2 separate regions of the Rattus norvegicus genome follow, and region 1 is linked to region 2. Evidence: chromatin contacts called from public Hi-C data. All regions are on one chromosome and are shown on one strand. Each heading gives the region's core, a stretch centred on a gene start, on an enhancer-like site or on the middle of the called end of the contact. The rest is flanking DNA. Distances are from core to core; before and after follow the strand shown.

The links. Hi-C and Micro-C count contacts between places; a contact is called where the count stands out from the background.
Region 1: a contact with region 2 is called in a Hi-C map of Schwann cells, with 9 times the contacts expected there. The contact joins the promoter of Lmo2 here to the promoter of Abtb2 in region 2. A contact is called at or near these places in 4 of 12 Hi-C or Micro-C datasets (Schwann cells, frontal cortex, hepatocytes and 1 more).

What each region holds. Positions count from the first base shown.
Region 1 is chr3:110,819,207-110,823,508 of GRCr8, forward strand. It overlaps Lmo2 (LIM domain only 2), which reads left to right and starts at 2,247. Exons shown (of 4, transcript NM_001037358.2): 1 at 2,247-2,474; 2 at 2,602-2,821. The coding sequence starts at 2,468. LOC102552075 (a long non-coding RNA gene) reads right to left here and starts at 1,942. Exons shown (of 3, transcript XR_005502316.2): 1 at 1,703-1,942.
Region 2 is chr3:110,407,911-110,411,829 of GRCr8, forward strand. Abtb2 (ankyrin repeat and BTB domain containing 2) reads left to right here and starts at 1,762. Exons shown (of 17, transcript NM_134403.2): 1 at 1,762-3,044. The coding sequence starts at 2,162. LOC120101613 (a long non-coding RNA gene) reads right to left here and starts at 1,912. Exons shown (of 2, transcript XR_005502311.2): 1 at 1,773-1,912; 2 at 144-1,173. LOC120101612 (a long non-coding RNA gene) reads left to right here and starts at 3,051. Exons shown (of 2, transcript XR_005502310.2): 1 at 3,051-3,919.

The DNA.
Region 1 (4,302 bases), core at 997-3,496, 410 kb after region 2:
CATAAAGGAATCTTTATGCCCTAGACTTGGCCATTCCAAAGTTACCTCTTGGAGTCCAGGGAGATATTTATTTTAGTAACTAACCCCAATGCTATCGAATACACATACACACACACACACACACACACACACACACACACACACACACATACACACACACACACACACACACACACACATATATATATATATATATTCTGTATATATCCATTTCATTACAGATCCATGGGTCACATGCTAGGTTTTTTTTATATATATATATATATATATATATATATATATATATATTCTCATTTCATTACAAATCCATGTACCACATGTTGGATGCACAGTTCAGCCAATCCTTACACCAACTTATACCAGTTAGTAAGTCCCATTATTCCCATTTTACTAACAAGGATGCTGATAAACTCTCCTTGTTGGGCCCAGTTCACATGATGGTAAAGGGAGGCCACAGCACAGGCAGAATCCTCAGCCACTTTCTCCACGCTGTACCTTGAGGGTAGTTTTCCTGGTCACATGAGCTGCTAAGAGCCTAAATCAACCCCAGGAAGTATGGTTCTAGTGGCTCAGCATTGGAACATCAGTATTAAATAGACATACTGCTAATCACAACCCGTGTGTTTTCACTGTTTCCTTTTCTTCTTTTGGTTTTGGTTTTGAGACACTGGCTCCTGTAGCCCGGACTGGCCTTTAACTAACTTTGTAGGGGAGGATGACCTTGAATTAGTTCCTAATGCTCCTGCCCCTTCCTGGGATTACTGGCCTGTGCTACCACAAACAATGTTTATTTTCACTTCAGATAGAAATGAAAGCAGAATAACAAGTTATGTATTTATCATATAATTTAGGCTTGTGTAGACATTGTAAAGATGTTTGTTTTCTTAATTTAAAGAACAAGGACTTAAATAGGAAAATGTCTTTTTATATACTGGAGGTGGGTTTTGGACCAACCCGAGGGTATGCGCACAGACACAGATTTTAATTATTCCCCTTCAGTATAAATTTCAGGACGTGGAGGCAAGAAAATGACAGGAATCTGTGGGTGTGGTTCAGGTTAGTGCTAAGGAGAAATCAGTGAGGATTTTGCTCTGTACCAGGAACCCAGGATTTCTGTTCTGACTTCAACAATCATCTTCAGGCTATTAAAGCCGTCTTTAAAATGGGACTGAAATGCCTACGTCCTTGATCCAGGCTGTTCTTACTAACGATGGATTCTGAAGGCACTCGGAATTTTCCTCTTCACAAACCTGAAGACTGTCCTCATCATAAGCTAACGGGACTTGAACGATCATTTCTGAACTCAGTTTCAAGGAACTCGAGGCCCGGGAGAACCTAGGTTTTTCTCCCTGCAAAACTAGCTAGCTAGAGTCCTCTTCTTTCCCTTCTGCATTTCTTTGTCCTTCTAGAACTTGCCTTCAAGCCTGAAGGAGAAACCTGTCCTTTTCTTTGCTTTATATAGGGCAAAATAATAGTAAGTAACAACTGTAAGGTTCTTGATTATTGGCAAGGAACTTCCTCCGGTCCAAGTATTGCTGATACTTTGCAGAGAGGGCCAGCCTAACCGCTGGAGTTCGCTCTTTGAAAGATGCTGAGGGAGGGAATTCTGCCGCCAGCAGATGGAGAGGAGACCCGGACAACGTGGTCCCTCCCAGCCACCCTCCCTGCGGGATTAGCTGCCCCCAGCTCTGCTCAGGCGCACCTAGCGCGTGAGGTCCCTGGTCATACAGCTTGCGTCCCCTCTCTGGAGCGCAGTCGCAGCTACGAGCTTGCTGCCAGCAGAGCCGCACTGTCTCAGGCTTCGTAGAGCACCACGACCGTGGTCTTGGGACCTCGAACCCGAGACGAGCGCTCGCTAGCCAGCCACTAGCAACGCTTGCATTTCTTTCCTGCTGGAACCGCCAGGTGGTTACTTTCAGCCTGAAACCAAAGGGAAAGGGCAGAAGGGGAACTCTGAAAAGGACGGTTTAGTGGCAGCGGGCTTCTTGCCCCAGGAGTGGTGCTCAGGGAAGACTCTCGGTCTCTGCCACGGGTCCCTTTAAGAAGCCAAGTCGGGGCTGCCGCCGTCGCCGCTGCTGCTGCTGCCGCCGCTGCTGTTTGGATTCCTAATCCCCAGGAGCCCCGTTTTTTTTTTTTTAAAGGAAGAAAAAAAGGGGGAGGGGGCGGGCAGCTGTCTCTTTAAATGTGATTTCCTTCTATTGTATTTGAATCGTGATCAGGAAAAAGGAAATGAAACCAGAGACAGAGGGAAGCTGAGCGAAAATAGACCTTCGCGAGAGAGGAGGGAGCCCCGGGAGAGCCGCGCGGTCCGCTCCCCGCCCCCAGGCCGCCGCCCCCTCTCTGCCCTCGGCGCCCCGACCCCAGCGAAGGTGCGAGGGGTTCGGGGCGGCCGGGCGGAGCCGGCGACTGCGCGCGATCGGGACCGGGCGGCGGCGGCGGCGGCTGTGGTGACGGCAGCGGGACCGGGATGGAAGGTTAAGTCTTGAGCAGCGGCAGCTGTCGCAGCCGCCGGAGGGAGGCCGGGCTGCTCCCCGGCCCCCTGCCTCGGCCGCCGCGCGCGGGGCAGCTGGGTGATTCGCTCTCTCTCTTTGGCGTTTGAAGGGAGCGCGGTGACTGTCCTTGAGCGTGGAGGGGCGAGCTCGCCGGCCGAGCGACCGAGCAAGAGGAGGCGCAGGAGCGGCGGCGCCCGAGCACCCGAGGGGGTCCGAGTCCAGGCAGCTAGCCAGCCACGCGCCACAAAGGGAGCGCCCCCGCCGCCCGGCACGCCTCCCCCCTCCCCAATGTCCTCGGCCATCGAAAGGAAGAGCCTGGACCCGTCTGAGTAAGTGTGGCGCTTCTCTCCCCGCACCCCACACCGGGTCCCAGGCAAGGCGCGAGGGGCTGACTTCAGGTGCGCGCCCGCAGCATGCCCTTGGTCCCTCGGTGTCGCAGGGGTTCTCTTTCCTCGCGGGTGACTCTGGAGACACCGAGAGGGGCTGGGCGGAACTGGAGGAAGCTGTAAACTGGGATCAACCCCGCGGACCGCTCCGGGCTATCTAGAAAGCTCCCCAAACCTTCACAAGGGCCAGAAAGTTTGCCCAGGAGCAGGCACCCGGAGCTCCGAGGCACAGGTGCAGGGCAGGGAAAGTGGAGGACGAGATTCTGCCTTCTCCCCTTTCGTCCCACCCTCTCCAGATTCCCTTCCTTTTTGTCTATTTGGCTTTGGAAAGAGGGGCATCCCAACCAGAACGTCCCTGGTGTCTCTGACAGTCTACTGCCAGGCCCGGAGTAGAGCAGATAGTCGATGAGGTCCGCCTGTCCATCTGGGGACTGGTTCTGGCCTCCAGAGACTTCTAGAATTGCTAATCCGGAGTTCCTCCGGGTGCATGTTCACCCCTCCCATGAGTCTCCTATTGTGGGCATGTGAACCTCGAAAGTTGGTTCTTTTTTTTTTTTTTTTTTGTTCCAGTGTGTTTTCCTAGGGAACAGAATCTCATCAAACTTTCAGAAGGGCTTGGGGTCAGCGAACCAAGAGTTGTATGAGTATGTACTGTCTTATGCTCTGAGCTTTGCGCTGGTTTGCAAAGAACACCCCCATTCCACAGCCTGTACCCTAGCCCATTCTCTAGATTTAACAAGGGGAGCCAAGAATGAAGGTGTTGGGGGTTTTTTTTGTTTTGTTTTTTGTTGGGTTTTTTTTTTTCATGTCCACACAAATGCCCTTTTAAGAATCATTAGCTGTCTGGTTTTGAGTTTTTATTCCTTTGAAGTCCTCATCTAATCCTTTGAAGGGATTTGTTAACACAAGACCAAAGGAGCTGGTTAATGACTTGTCCATTTGGGCTTTTAAGACGCATTTGTTTTGGTGGGGTTTTTTCCTCCTTTTCTTTTCCTGCTTTAAAAGAATTGTGCTTTCCTGCTGAAGTTTTCCTACTCGCCTCCCCCCCTTCAATTTCAGTCTTGTGTGGTGTTTATTTACCTGGGCTTTACCCTCAGTCAGCAGCATAAAAACCCAGCGTGTTCTCATAAAATACAGGAAGTCCCACGATCCAACGAGAATATAAACATCACTCTTCAGTCTTGAAGGTTAAGACACACAGCTCAGAAAGGAGCTAGGTTTGTTGACATAAAGACCAGCTTCCTTAAAATCTCAGGAAAAACAACAACCCTTTAAAAAAAAGAGTCGGTGTCTGTAGCTTGTTCCCTTTTAAAAATACATTTAAAATTACATCTGAGCCCCGAGTTTTCAGAGATTGGACGAGACATAAGATTACACAGTAAGGGAGTGGGTCTGGCGAACTGGTGTTTACTGCTTTCCTATCA
Region 2 (3,919 bases), core at 512-3,011:
CCTCAGTCCTGAGGTTGTAGACATGAATAACCACACCCAGTCCAAACTGGGCACATTTATGTTTGCATTTTAAGTCATCGTGTGACTTAAATACATCAATACAAATATCCCATATTTTGTGTAAGAAGCACTCTAAATCACCCTTTTAGTTAATGTACCTTTCCAGTCAAGCCTTTATTTTTGAAGAAAATGAACAAAGAAAAAAAACTTTATTTCCTGTAGATATCCACTAGAGGACGATATTTCCTTTATTATATTTCTCATAATGGGTATTAAATCCATCAAACGGTTTTTCGTGTTTTCTGAGAAGTTGAACCTCTAATTTGACTTCTAATTTCGCCTCTATAAAATGTGACTCTGTTAATTTGATGGCTTATGCCATGCACAGTGCTTCCGTCCTTGACTCTGTTTCCAATTCTAACCATCAGGAGGCAACGTCTCATGTACTCCAGGAAAGGAAAAATTAAGTAAAACTGCCAAATAAAAAGTCGTTTTACGGGGAAAGGGATCATTAATTTAAGGAAAGAGACAAACCAGACTTTTTTAGTTCGTATCCAACTCACGGCCCAAGGTCAGAACTGTAAAATACAGCACAAAGGAGCCATTCAGGAGCTGGCGAAGAGGACTTGGGACGAACGTTGTGCACAATCCGCGCTTTGATTTTGCAGTTCTGCTGGAGGGGGCTGGTGCACGCTTGTGCACGTGCGTGTGAATAGTTATGGGGGAGCAGCTGGTCCTGCGAGAGCTGGGCGTGGATCTGTGCAATCAGTAGCTCTCTTGCGAGCCGCTTGGGGTGCACCTGGGCGCTGCTGAAAGGCAGCAATTCACTGTACCCAGGGGGCACCGAGTCCCGAGGGGACAGAAGACCTGCCGACCCGCAGGTCACTCCAGCAAGTCCTTAAAAGGGAACACCTGCATGCAGGAGGCGTTCAGTGCAGGTCCTCGTTTTTCATCTGGTTCCTCTTCAGGCACTCCTTTTCCACCTCGGACAAAAAGGGTCCTTCTGACAGGACACCAGTAATAGGGAAGTCGTGCATTCTTTAGATTAGAACTCCCACCTCCGAGGTAATCCTTGGAAAACAGGTATGAACCTACACAGGGGTGTGATCACAGGCCTTTGGATGCCGGGCCATTTTCAGGTCCCAGTTTAAAACATTCTGTTCCGATCCGAGCCTAAAGGCAATATAAACAAAAGCAGACAGATTTGAGAAGAGAAGCAGAGGTGCTTCCCCTCCCTCCAAGCATAAATAGCTTTCCGTTTCTCAAAAGAGAAGGAGGAGGGGCTTGGTAGAAAGTCGACTAGAAAGGTGGGTAGGGTCTCCTCCCGGTTTTCTCTTCCCACTTTCCTGGGCTGGCTGCTCACAGCTTCACAAGGAGCTGTCTGCCTAAGTCTAAAGCTTAGAAGGTGAGAAAGGGACAGCACATAGTCCTCAGCGCTGGGGCCTGCTTTCTGGGTTCCCCCTGCTTTCTGGGTCTCTGTGCCCCACCTCCTTGCTAGCTCGCTCGCTTGTTCTTTCCCCTCCTCAGCTCCAACCCACCCACTACAACCCATCCTCAGCCTCCTAGCCAAGAGGTTTCGCCCAACCTCCAACTCCAAGACGAGTAAGATTTGCATATTTCCCGCCCCTCTCGGAAACCATTGGCACAGCCTTTGCCCGGCGTGGCTGATGATTGGTGAACGGTCCCGGGTGTATTTGCATGCGGGCTGCTCGGGTGGACCTATCTGTGTCGGTAACCCGCGCCCAGTAGAAGTTTGTGGAGCGCTTTCTCACCGGCTGGTCCGGGACGGATAGCCGGCGCCTCGCTCTTCGGTGACCGCCCCATTCTCTCGGGATTCCTTCTCTGTGGTGACGGACGCTCTAGACGCTCGGTAAGGGAAGCTGAGGCTGGCGGCGGGAGTTCAGAGGAGGAGCGCGGAGAGGTTGCTCGCTGACAGCGGCGCGGCTGGACGCGGACGGCGTCGGGCTCTGGCCGGCTGAGAGCTTCGCCCACCTTCCCCGCGGCCTGTGCGCAGGCGATGCTGCGGCCCCGAGGCGCGGCGCGGCGAGCAGGGAGGGCGCCTCCGAGAGCCTAGAGCTGGTTTCCGTCCTCTTCCCCGGGGCAAGTGGGCATGGAACAGTGAGAGCCCCTCGCTCGGCGAGGCCGCGCGCGGAGGCTCCCCATGGCCGGGACGTACAGCTCCACATTGAAGACTCTGGAGGACTTGACCTTGGACTCCGGGTATGGGGCCGGCGACTCCTGCCGCTCGCTCAGCCTTTCGTCTTCCAAGTCCAACTCGCAGGCGCTCAACTCTTCGGCGCCGCAGCACCGCGGGGCGGCCTGGTGGTGCTACTCCGGCTCCATGAACAGCCGCCACAACAGCTGGGACACGGTGAACACAGTGCTGCCCGAGGATCCCGAAGTGGCCGACCTCTTCTCGCGCTGCCCGCGGCTCCCGGAGCTAGAGGAGTTCCCTTGGACCGAGGGAGACGTGGCTCGGGTGCTCCGCAAAAGCGTCGGCGGCCGGAGGCTGCCCTCATTCTCCGCCGAGGCTGTGAGGCGCTTGGCCGGACTCCTCCGCCGGGCGCTCATCCGCGTGGCCCGGGAGGCGCAGCGCCTAAGCGTGCTGCACGCCAAGTGTACCCGCTTCGAGGTGCAGAGTGCGGTGCGCCTGGTGCACAGCTGGGCGCTGGCCGAGAGCTGCGCGCTGGCAGCGGTCAAGGCGTTGTCCCTCTATAGCATGAGCGCTGGCGATGGGCTGCGCCGCGGCAAGTCGGCACGCTGCGGCCTCACTTTCTCCGTGGGCCGTTTCTTCCGTTGGATGGTGGACACTCGCATCTCCGTGCGCATCCATGAGTATGCGGCCATCTCGCTTACGGCTTGCATGGAGAACTTGGTGGAGGAGATCCGGGCTAGGGTCCTGGCGAGTCAGAGCCCTGATGGCGGAGGGGCAGGAGGCGGAGAGGTATCCGCTGAGGCCTTGGAGATGGTCATCAACAACGATGCCGAGCTCTGGGGAGTCCTGCAACCCTATGAGCATCTCATCTGCGGCAAGAACGCCAATGGTAAGCACGAGGGGGTGTGGGTGAGGAAAACAGGCTGGGTGGGCCACCCCAGGAATGGGATTTCTTAGGCGCAAGCTGTGAAGTGTACCACGTCTCTGAGAGAAATGGAATTCTGGGAGAATTCTTAAGTGGAAATCTTGTCAAAGGTTGTTTTTAGGTTTCTTAACTTTTGGAGGATAAAGTTGTGATTAATGTTCTGTTGGCTGTGCGCTAATTGGGTGAGAATGGGTGTCTGGACCAAACTACTCCTGAACCACTCTCTAAAGTGAGGCTTGCAGCCCTGCTATGGTTTGCCCTGTTTAGTTGGATCTCTAGGAGTCTATTTTCACCCTCACTGTGGTTCTTCAGCACAGTGGCAGCAAGGATCTGTACTCTCAAAACCTGAGCCTTGGATAAATGGGCTGAGTAGAGGAGAGTGGAAAGCCCAGGTTTTGGTGCTGTACCTAGGACTTAATGATGTTCAGAGTTAGGGCTCTTGACAGGAGGTGGAGGGGGAGCTCCCAGCTCTTTATATACTATATGCCAGGGGTGAGGGAAACCAGGGATTCTTGAATCTCCTTCCCAGAAAGACAGCCACATGCTGGCTTCTGGGGCTGAATTTTCCAGCTGTCATTAGCCAAGTAAGCATTTGATTAAAACCTCATGTCGAATTAAATGCACAACCTTTTAGGCTTTCCTGAAAGGAAAGATGACAGGCTCAGTAAACCACATTATGGGAATGGAGTTTGGGGGATGGGCAGCTGCATGGCGTGGAGTCTGGAAAATTAAGCCCTGGGTGGCTGCATCCCAACGGAAGGCATGCAAGGTTTCATTGCCAACGGTGAAAACAAAGCACTTGCCATTCGTTCACTGTGGGAGTTTGGGCATGACATGCA